Linked DNA regions of Mus musculus: region 1 is linked to region 2. The links are chromatin contacts, called in public Hi-C maps. All regions are on one chromosome and are shown on one strand. The core of a region is the stretch at or near the end of the contact, and the rest is flanking DNA. Distances in the headings are between cores, read along the strand shown.

The links. Hi-C and Micro-C count contacts between places; a contact is called where the count stands out from the background.
Region 1: a Hi-C map of uterus shows a contact between it and region 2, with 1.7 times the contacts expected there. The contact joins two enhancer-like sites. A contact is called at or near these places in 6 of 484 Hi-C or Micro-C datasets (the HL-1 cell line, cardiomyocytes, embryonic stem cells and 3 more), 1 of 115 datasets of contacts at active chromatin or transcription factors (embryonic stem cells) and 1 of 9 other capture datasets (embryonic stem cells).

The regions. Positions count from the first base shown.
Region 1 is chr13:41,869,690-41,873,993 of GRCm38.p6, reverse strand. All of the region lies in intron 1 of Gm10790 (predicted gene 10790), which reads right to left. Among named protein-coding and RNA genes, the nearest start is that of Gm10790, 5.9 kb to the right of the region's middle. Within about 2 kb of position 1,448, at least 13 of the 459 cell types and tissues checked have an H3K27ac peak or open chromatin away from gene starts, as enhancers often do. A contact at or near this core is called in uterus, where this site is marked.
Region 2 is chr13:41,701,872-41,706,000 of GRCm38.p6, reverse strand. No RefSeq gene overlaps it. Among named protein-coding and RNA genes, the nearest start is that of Gm40925, 27 kb to the right of the region's middle. Within about 2 kb of position 2,715, at least 17 of the 459 cell types and tissues checked have an H3K27ac peak or open chromatin away from gene starts, as enhancers often do. A contact at or near this core is called in uterus, where this site is marked.

The DNA of each region.
Region 1 (4,304 bases), core at 199-2,698, 170 kb before region 2:
ACAGTAAGCTTAGTACAGAAAGACAAACATCACATCATCTTCCACATCTGTTTTAGTCAGGGTTTCTATTCCTAAACAAACATCATGACCAAAAAACAAGTTGGGGACGAAAGGGTTTGTCAGCTTACATTTCCACATTGCTGTTCATCACTAAAGAAAGTCAGGACTGGAACTCAAGCAGGTCAGAAAACAGCAGCTGATGCAGAGGCCATGGAGGGATGTTCCTTGCTGGCTTGCCTCCCCTGGCTTGCTCAGCCTGCTCTCTTATAGAACCAAGATTACCAGCCCAGAGATGGCCCCACCCACAAGGGGCCTTTCCCCCTTGATCACTAATTGAGAAAATGCCTTCCAGTTGGATATCATGGAGGCATCTCCTCAACTGAAGCTCCTTTCTCTGTAATAACTCCAGCTGAGTCAAGTTGACACAAAACTAGCCACTACAACATCCATAAAACCTTTTATTTTAACATAATATAGGACCATCTTGTGAGTTAACTCTTCTTTGATTTTACTAAAATTAGTTGCTTTTTCTTCTCCCCCTCCTTTACTACATAGTGATGACTAGATATTTCCTCACACAGGCCACTTAAGACAGATGAAATACTCAGCTTGGGGTATGAGTATGAACTTTTACTCTTAATAAAAAAAAAAAAAAAAAACTAGAAGGTTGGGGAGGATGCCATTACACTGGTACAAAAAAATATATAAAAAGTTGTATATGAAGGCATCCAGTTGTGAAATACCACAGGGATCCTACCTGGCAGTTATAAGGGATTTTAAAGACCAGACAGTTCTTGTGCATGACAGTATTACTGAGATAGCCCGTGGGTTTGTTATAGATGTGACTAACAAATCATCTTTAGACCATTCTCTGTGCCCCCTAGGTTATTTGCTCTGAGGATAGAGCCTGGTTCTCAGACTCTGTGACAGGGAAACTCTGTCCTAGTGATCACGGAGAACAAGGCACTTGGAAAAGTCCTGGCCCACGGCAGAGGTTGTCTTATATGTTGAAATGATATGTGAATGGTGGTGTAGCTCAGTATGGCCGGCACATCGCCCCACACCCCCCTTCATCCCACAGGACTGCACAGTTTATTTCCTCCAAACAAGCAAGCTTTTTCTGAGAAGACGTGTGGTCACCCCCTGTGTGACTGAGAGTAAGACAGCCATGGGCTTGAGTTAGTGTAAACAGGCAAATTCAAGTACGGAAAAACACAATTAAACAAAACAATTGTTTTTAATTGAGTTCAATCAAATTGTTTCTCAACTCGAAAACTGGCAAATTCTTCTTCCTTGGCAGTCACTTCCAACACTTTACCAGAAAATGCTGGCTTGGCAGAAGGAATCTGAGAGAAATTTCTACAGAAACGCCATCGCCGAACTCTGTCCTATCTGCTAATGTAAAGAATCTACGCTACCTACTACTTCCCGGATGGACTCAGCCACCATCCTCATTGACTATAACGTGGCATTCAGCAGATATCAAAATAGCAGCGTGTGTCACAAGCTTCGTTTTCCTCCACAGTGACCTTGGATTAACCCTTCCCCCTTCTCTCCACAGCTAATTAAATCCAGGGACAGTTCAGTAAGGCATCCTGCCGGTGAAATATTTAGTGAGGGTCTATAATTCTTTCCTGCTTGTCCCATCCACTCTGCTTGTTTCTCCACAGTCCATCCACTTCAGCATCTCAATATTTTCTCAAAAACCAGCAGTATCGCTATGGTAACATCGTAAACCAGTCCCTCGCCCAACTCTTCAAGGAGTTTATAAAAATCCAGCTGTAAAAATTGGCCAGTGGCTCTAAGGGCTGCTTGTTTTATGTGTGGTCGTTAGCCTCTTCCCTCTTTCCTTTTTACACCACACCCACTACCAATCTGTCATTTAGGAATATTTACAAAGTCATTTAACAGGTACGAAGCCACTGGGAAGGAAATTGAGATGGAGAAAAGTCAGAAAATGTCTCTTCCAATGTGACATTGCTAATTCTAGAAGCGAGGTGGTCACACCCTGCCTCTCCTCACCACCTGAGTTAATTCTGCCGAAATGGGGAGTTTGGCTCTCACCTCACTCTGATTTCCTTCCTCTGCCTTGAAAACCGAGTTGTCCCTAAGTGCCCTTAAACACAGGAATAGCCACACATACCGGACCCATGCAGGCAGTCCCAAGAATATGAGGGAAAGAATTTTCTAGCAACTAACGGCCATCACTCTGGAACCCGGCTTCTAGAAATAGGGTTTGTTTATTACTCTTTTATTTTCTTCATCAAAAAGTATTCTAAGAAATCGGAATCTGCAGCTTCCCTCATGCCTACCAGTTCCCTCCTTGGGTTGACTTGCTCTGCTCTGTGTGTGTGTGTGTGTGTGTGTGTGTGTGTGTGTGTGTGTGTGTGTGTTTGTGTGTGTGTTGAAATTCCATTTATTTTTACCCTCTGGCTTTACATTACATGTCATGGTTTATAGTCAGAGCTGACTCAGCTGTACCAAGGCAAAGATGATTCTTAACATCTGTGGATTTTGCTAGTATGTTTGTTTGTTTGTTTGTTTTTAAATAAAACTGAGCTTGTTCAAAAGCAAGCAAGCCTGGTGGCACATGCCTATGATCCCAGCTGAGGCAAGGGAATTGTCACGTTAAAGCCACCCTGAGCTGTACAAGGAGACCTACTTCAATGACAGGATATGTTTTCAAAACTTTTAAATTGTTCTAAGAGAGAAGAAACAACAAAATCCAAGGAATATTATCCAACTATAAATATCCTGTGTTAGTATCTTTGAAGAGTGTTAAATACATATTTAATGCATGCATGAATGAATCAATGAATGAATGAATGAATGAATGAATGAATGAATGAATGAAAATACATGTGTTCATATATGACATTAGGGATGTTAGAGGCCCATGAGCATAAATGGGTTGGAGGCTTTGATGCACTTCACGGAGAGTAACTTACCTCAGAACAAACACGGGATGCATGTAATTAAGTAGCTCCTAGTGAGAGGCACTTGAATGACTGTCATATAGCCAGCTAAGAGAGAGGGGGACAGGTGGCCTGAGCAGGGTCTATTCTGGAGTTGAGAAGCTGGATCTTAGGTCATCTGTATGTAGAGAGATCTCAGTGTAATAAATAGCAACACCATCCCTACAAGCATAACAGTCGTGAGGTAGAGAAGCTTGTCCCCCAAGCTGGTGGTCTGGCTCTAACCACCGCCCTTGCCTCTCTCCTTCACTAAGCACAATGTTTGATACTAAGTATGGACACCCAGCACTCAAGGTGTGCGTTTCCTCTGTGAGTCATTGGACATGTTCATTTCTAATTAGTAATACCTGGCAGTATATTATCTCAAGAACTGGATAATTACATTTGAAGTCTTTGGAAGTGTGAATGTCCCAAAAACCATCCATCATAGCTGAGCTAATGAACCAGCTGAACTCAGATGACAGTCAGTGTCTTCCCCATTGATAGAACATAGGTGTTACAGCCAAGCCCTTTCTTCCAACATGGCAGTGTCAGACTGGGTACAATATAGATGCTTATTCCTCAACTTTTCAAAATTATTTCCATGTAACATGTGCCTTGGAAATCCCCACTTCCCTCACCACCTTGATGTCAAGAGTAGCTACACCCGTGTGTCAGTGCTGGAGAGGCCCGTCAAGATCAGCTAAGAGTTCCCTGGAAGTTCCCTAGCATGAGTGTGTCGGTGCAACGGAGTATACGGTGATTTTTCTAAGACAAGTATATTTTAAAACAACATTCTGAATGAGAAAAAAAAAAAAAACAGTCACATCACTTTCTTCCACAGTGGCAAATTTTTATAGATGAAGTATATAGTTCCAAGTCTCCCCCCCCCACACAAAAAATAAAAAAATAAAAAAATAAATCAAATGTACAAGCAGACAGCTGAGTTTTCTTTGTAGCAATGGATCCAAGCTGTGTGGATAGGCAAGATCACCTAGGAAGAGGTAGAAGTGGGGTAGGGAGGAGGACAAGGAGGAGTATGAGGAGACAGGGTGAGTCTTGAGAAATATCAATATTTAATTAGAGATTGAAAGATAGACTTGAAAGGGGAACTCAAAAAGCAACAGAGGAATGGGAGACAATCCAAAATCTCTTGGCTGTTCGCTGAAGCCCAGCATTCTTGAGTGGTCCTGCAAAGTTAAGTCAAATGAGCAAAGCCAATAGTTTTGGATCATGATGGGGTGATTGGTTCCTTCAAAACTCACAGATGGAATTACTAGCTCCCACTATATCTTGTGGAGATAGGACCTTTTAATAAAGTCATTATTGTCGAATGAAGTTCTGAGGGTG
Region 2 (4,129 bases), core at 1,466-3,965:
ACACAGAGTGATGGGGTCATCATTACGGCTGCCTTAGGCATCTCTTTGCAACAGAATATGGTCTGTTTCCACCACCACCACCCCCCATGTACACATCCTTAAGGAATGTGATCTTTGCTGAGATCATGGGCAGGAAATGACCTTGAGAAAAGCTACTCGATGCCATTCCTTGAATAGTCTGCTGTCAGCTCCCCCAGACTATCAGACATGAGGTGGTAAGGGCTGACTTCAGCTGTGCAAACAGAAGCCGCCAAAGGATGCCAGGAGAGAAAAAGCAAGCTAGTAACCAGAGCTATTTACATGTGGATGAAACACAACCACCCCTACCCCTGTAAAGGGTCCACGATGCTGTGACTCAGACAACTCCAAGCTCGAGTCTTACAGGTGACCTTTTCCAGGACTGTTACAAGGACTGGTTATTATCTTGGGGGGTTTTCCTCTGTGTGAAGAGCCTCAGGGCAGTGTTTACTCTGGAAGAGTGTGCTATGGCCTGTGATAACACTTCTGGCATGAGGAAATCTTGGATGTTCACCTAACCAAGCCAGAGCTTTCTGGCCATTAAGTTACACGGACAATAATGAAACAAAACTACAAGCTTGCCCCTGATCTGGCTTCCCTTCCAGGCTCAGATTCCCATGGATAAGTTTCATGGGATGGTTTGGTCCTTCACTCTCAAGCTCTTTGAACTGTTTCATGCCCTCCTTGTGCTTTGTTAGCTTTCCCAGAATCCTTCAGCACTTCCTAGTTGTCTCCATCCCTTACCCGTAACCATCCCCACGTGGCCACTGCAGTATCACCTGCAGGTCAGTTTAAGGCACATAGGCCACTAGCTGTCTCCGGTGTCATCTTTCAAACAGATCCCAAATTTTGTCCAAGTGCTCAGCACTCCCAATGCTTCAAGAACAATATTTACCCACTTCCTCTTGGGCAGATCTGGTGGATCTGAGTTAGACCATACCCCTTGCCTTGCCAGGGAATGCTGTTTCTGGCCTGTGAAGTGATGGGCAATGAAGAGCTATGACTATTTTGGGGACTGTTCTCCACACTCTCACCTGCCCGATGCTATTTTGGGATGAAGATAACCATGCCCTTTTATTCATATGCATGTCTTCACCCTCCATTCTGTAAGCTCAATAGCAGAGCTTTGCTGCCTTTTACCCCTGACTCAGTACAGTGCCTGGCATAAAGTAGACCTTCTAAACATGTTTGTTAAATGGGTGAATGATAGAAAGAATGGATGATGGGGTAAGGCCCACACCATGGTGAATTTTCTTACTGTGCTTTGTGTGTTAACAAGGGATCCAAATTCTTGAATCCTCAGTGAAAGGAAGTCTATTTGGTGCAATGCTTGGTAATAAAATGCAAAGTCTCGTCTATAAGATCTGCCTTTTACCAGAACAATATGCCAGGCCAGATGTAAATGTTTTATCTTTCCTAATTAGGAAATAGTCCTTCCATACTATCTATATGAAGAGACCACTCATCAAAAACTTACAATTCCACAGAAAGTGAGTAACTGGGGAGGGTCTTAGGACAGCCAACATACAGTGCATCATATGTACTATAGTTTGTTTGTTTGTTTTTTGTTTTGTTTTGTTTTGTTTTGTTTTCAAAACAGGGTTTCTCTGTATAGCCCTGGCTGTTCTGGAACTCACTTTGTAGACCAGGCTGGCATCGAACTCAGAAATCTGCCAAGTGCTAGGATTAAAGGCATGTGCCACCACCGCCCGGCATGTAGTATAGTTTCTGCAGAGACACCTCCACCTCCAAGTTCGTTATTAAGATCAGCAAGACAGGAAGTCCCGAGGGTCATGAATTGGAAGCAGAAGAGAAGAAAGTGTCCCCTGCAGGGCATTGCAGGTACATATGGAAGTTGGATAGAATGTCAACTATCATGTTTACCTGAAATGTTAAAATAAAAATCCTGCCTGTCCCTACAGAGCTGTGTGTGGACCACTAAAGAACCATTTGCAACAGAGAGCAGCACGTTTAGTTTTATTCCTCCGATCATAATTTTTTTTTTCTGCCTGGACAGACAGATCCCTCATTGTGTCTGGAACAATCGAGGCATTCCAAACACAAAGCAAGCCAAAACAGCCTACCCCAGGGCCAGCGCTTTCAACAATCTATCGCTCAACAGCCCTGAGCTCCAGCCAGTTCGAGGACCCAGTTTCCTGCCATTGTTAGCATGTTGGGCCTGGAATTCCATCCAAATGGATTTGACCCCTTTACTAACAGCAGTGCATAGTTGCCTGATTAGTATATTCCTGTGTTTGGATGGGAAGTGGCGGGGCTGGGGGAGGTAGGGGCAAAAAGACAAAGGAAATCATAAGGAAAACATCTCTGTCTCCATGCTATCACGGGAATAACTGACAACTCTGGCTTCACTCACATGTGTGATGGGCTTACACACTCATGCATAAACACACACAACGCAAACACACACACACACACCCCTCCAAAAATGTCTTGCAGAATTTGTCTGATTAAAGTGACCAGTTAAGGACTAGCAAGCATACACCCCTCTATTAGGAAATGACTGCAAAGGCCGTCCTGTTTAGTCTTCATAAGAGCCTACATAGATTATAACCTTTGCAGTGGTCACAAGCTGTTCCTTCAGGCTATTGTTCCCTCTTCACAGACTCTCTGGTATTAGGTGACCAGGGCAATTCCTAGATTGCACAGTACAGAAGCCCTTCCCTGTCCTTCTGACCACACCCTTGTTTGTTTTAACTCCTTCAGTGCTATACTATCTTATCATGTTCATCTCTTCTGGAGCTCTGTTATTTAGATCAACTCACCATTCCTCCTAGATCATACACACACACAAACACACATGCACAGACGTAAACATACACACATAGACATACACAAACACAAACACACACACACATATATAACACACACTTGTCAATGACTTAAAGACAAAAAAATAAAATAAATTTACCATGTAAAATCTGTAAAGTTATCAAGATTTCAAACATACGGACTTTAAAAGACCCCAGCAAGAAAACGAATAGACAAGCTACATAGTGAGTTCTAGGCCAGCCTAAGCTACACAGTGAGACTTCATCTCAAAAACTCAGAACCAAAGAGAAAAGACCGCCCACAGAAGTAGAGACAGTTTTTCCAAACCTTGGCTCTCATAAGGGACTTGTATATAAGGTAGGTGGGGAGCCATCACAGTGCCCCAAAGGCTCTAGATCCAGCCCAAAAGGGAAGCAGATGATCAACCCACATTTGACAAGTTGTCCATTGGTGGCCATTAACCACCAAGAACGTGCTAGATGAAATAATAAGATGCCATTTCCCTTTCCTGAAGATGGCTGTTATAGAAAGTATAGGCACTAACAAGCACTCTTGAGAAAGTAAAGAAATGGGTCATCAAGACACCAAGTGTTAACAGGGCTCTAGAAATCTGAGCGGCCATTCCCGAACAGGTTAGAAACAGTGTCACTACATGACCACACAATTCTGCTGCTAGGTACATATGCACGCAAGAGAAATGGAAATACATGCCCACACAAAAACTGCCCACGAAAGTACACAGCAGCATTGCTCATCACACACTGACATTAAAAGCAATACCCATCAACTGATAAATGGCTAATAAAAGTACGATATATTCGCTCAATATACTACTATCCAACAACACAAGAAAATTAAGTGGTTATGCATGCTACAGCCTGGGAAGGCCTTGGACATTGACTAAAGGAAGGAATCCAGTCATAAAGAATGATGTCATTCTATACAATGCCCAGAACTGGCAGACTGCGGAGGTAGAAAGTAGGTTCACTGTTGCCTAGGGCTAAAAGAACAAGCTTCCTGAATAGATGTGTCTGCAAAGAAGGGCATAGATGGCCAAGAGAGAGTGTAGGGAGCTGACAGCTAAGGGCTACAGGCTTTCACGGTAGAATAATACACAACTCTGTATTCAAAGCCGTTATTCTGTGTGCTTTAAATGAGCAGATTTTACATCATACGAACTCCAGAACCGACCGCTCATTGAATAACACCCGATTTATATACACCCTGAGGCTAATTAAATTTGCTGGGAGATTTTAATTGAAAGAGTACTGGGATTCAAACCAAGACTCTTACAGTCTTGTCCCGACACTGACCCCACTTG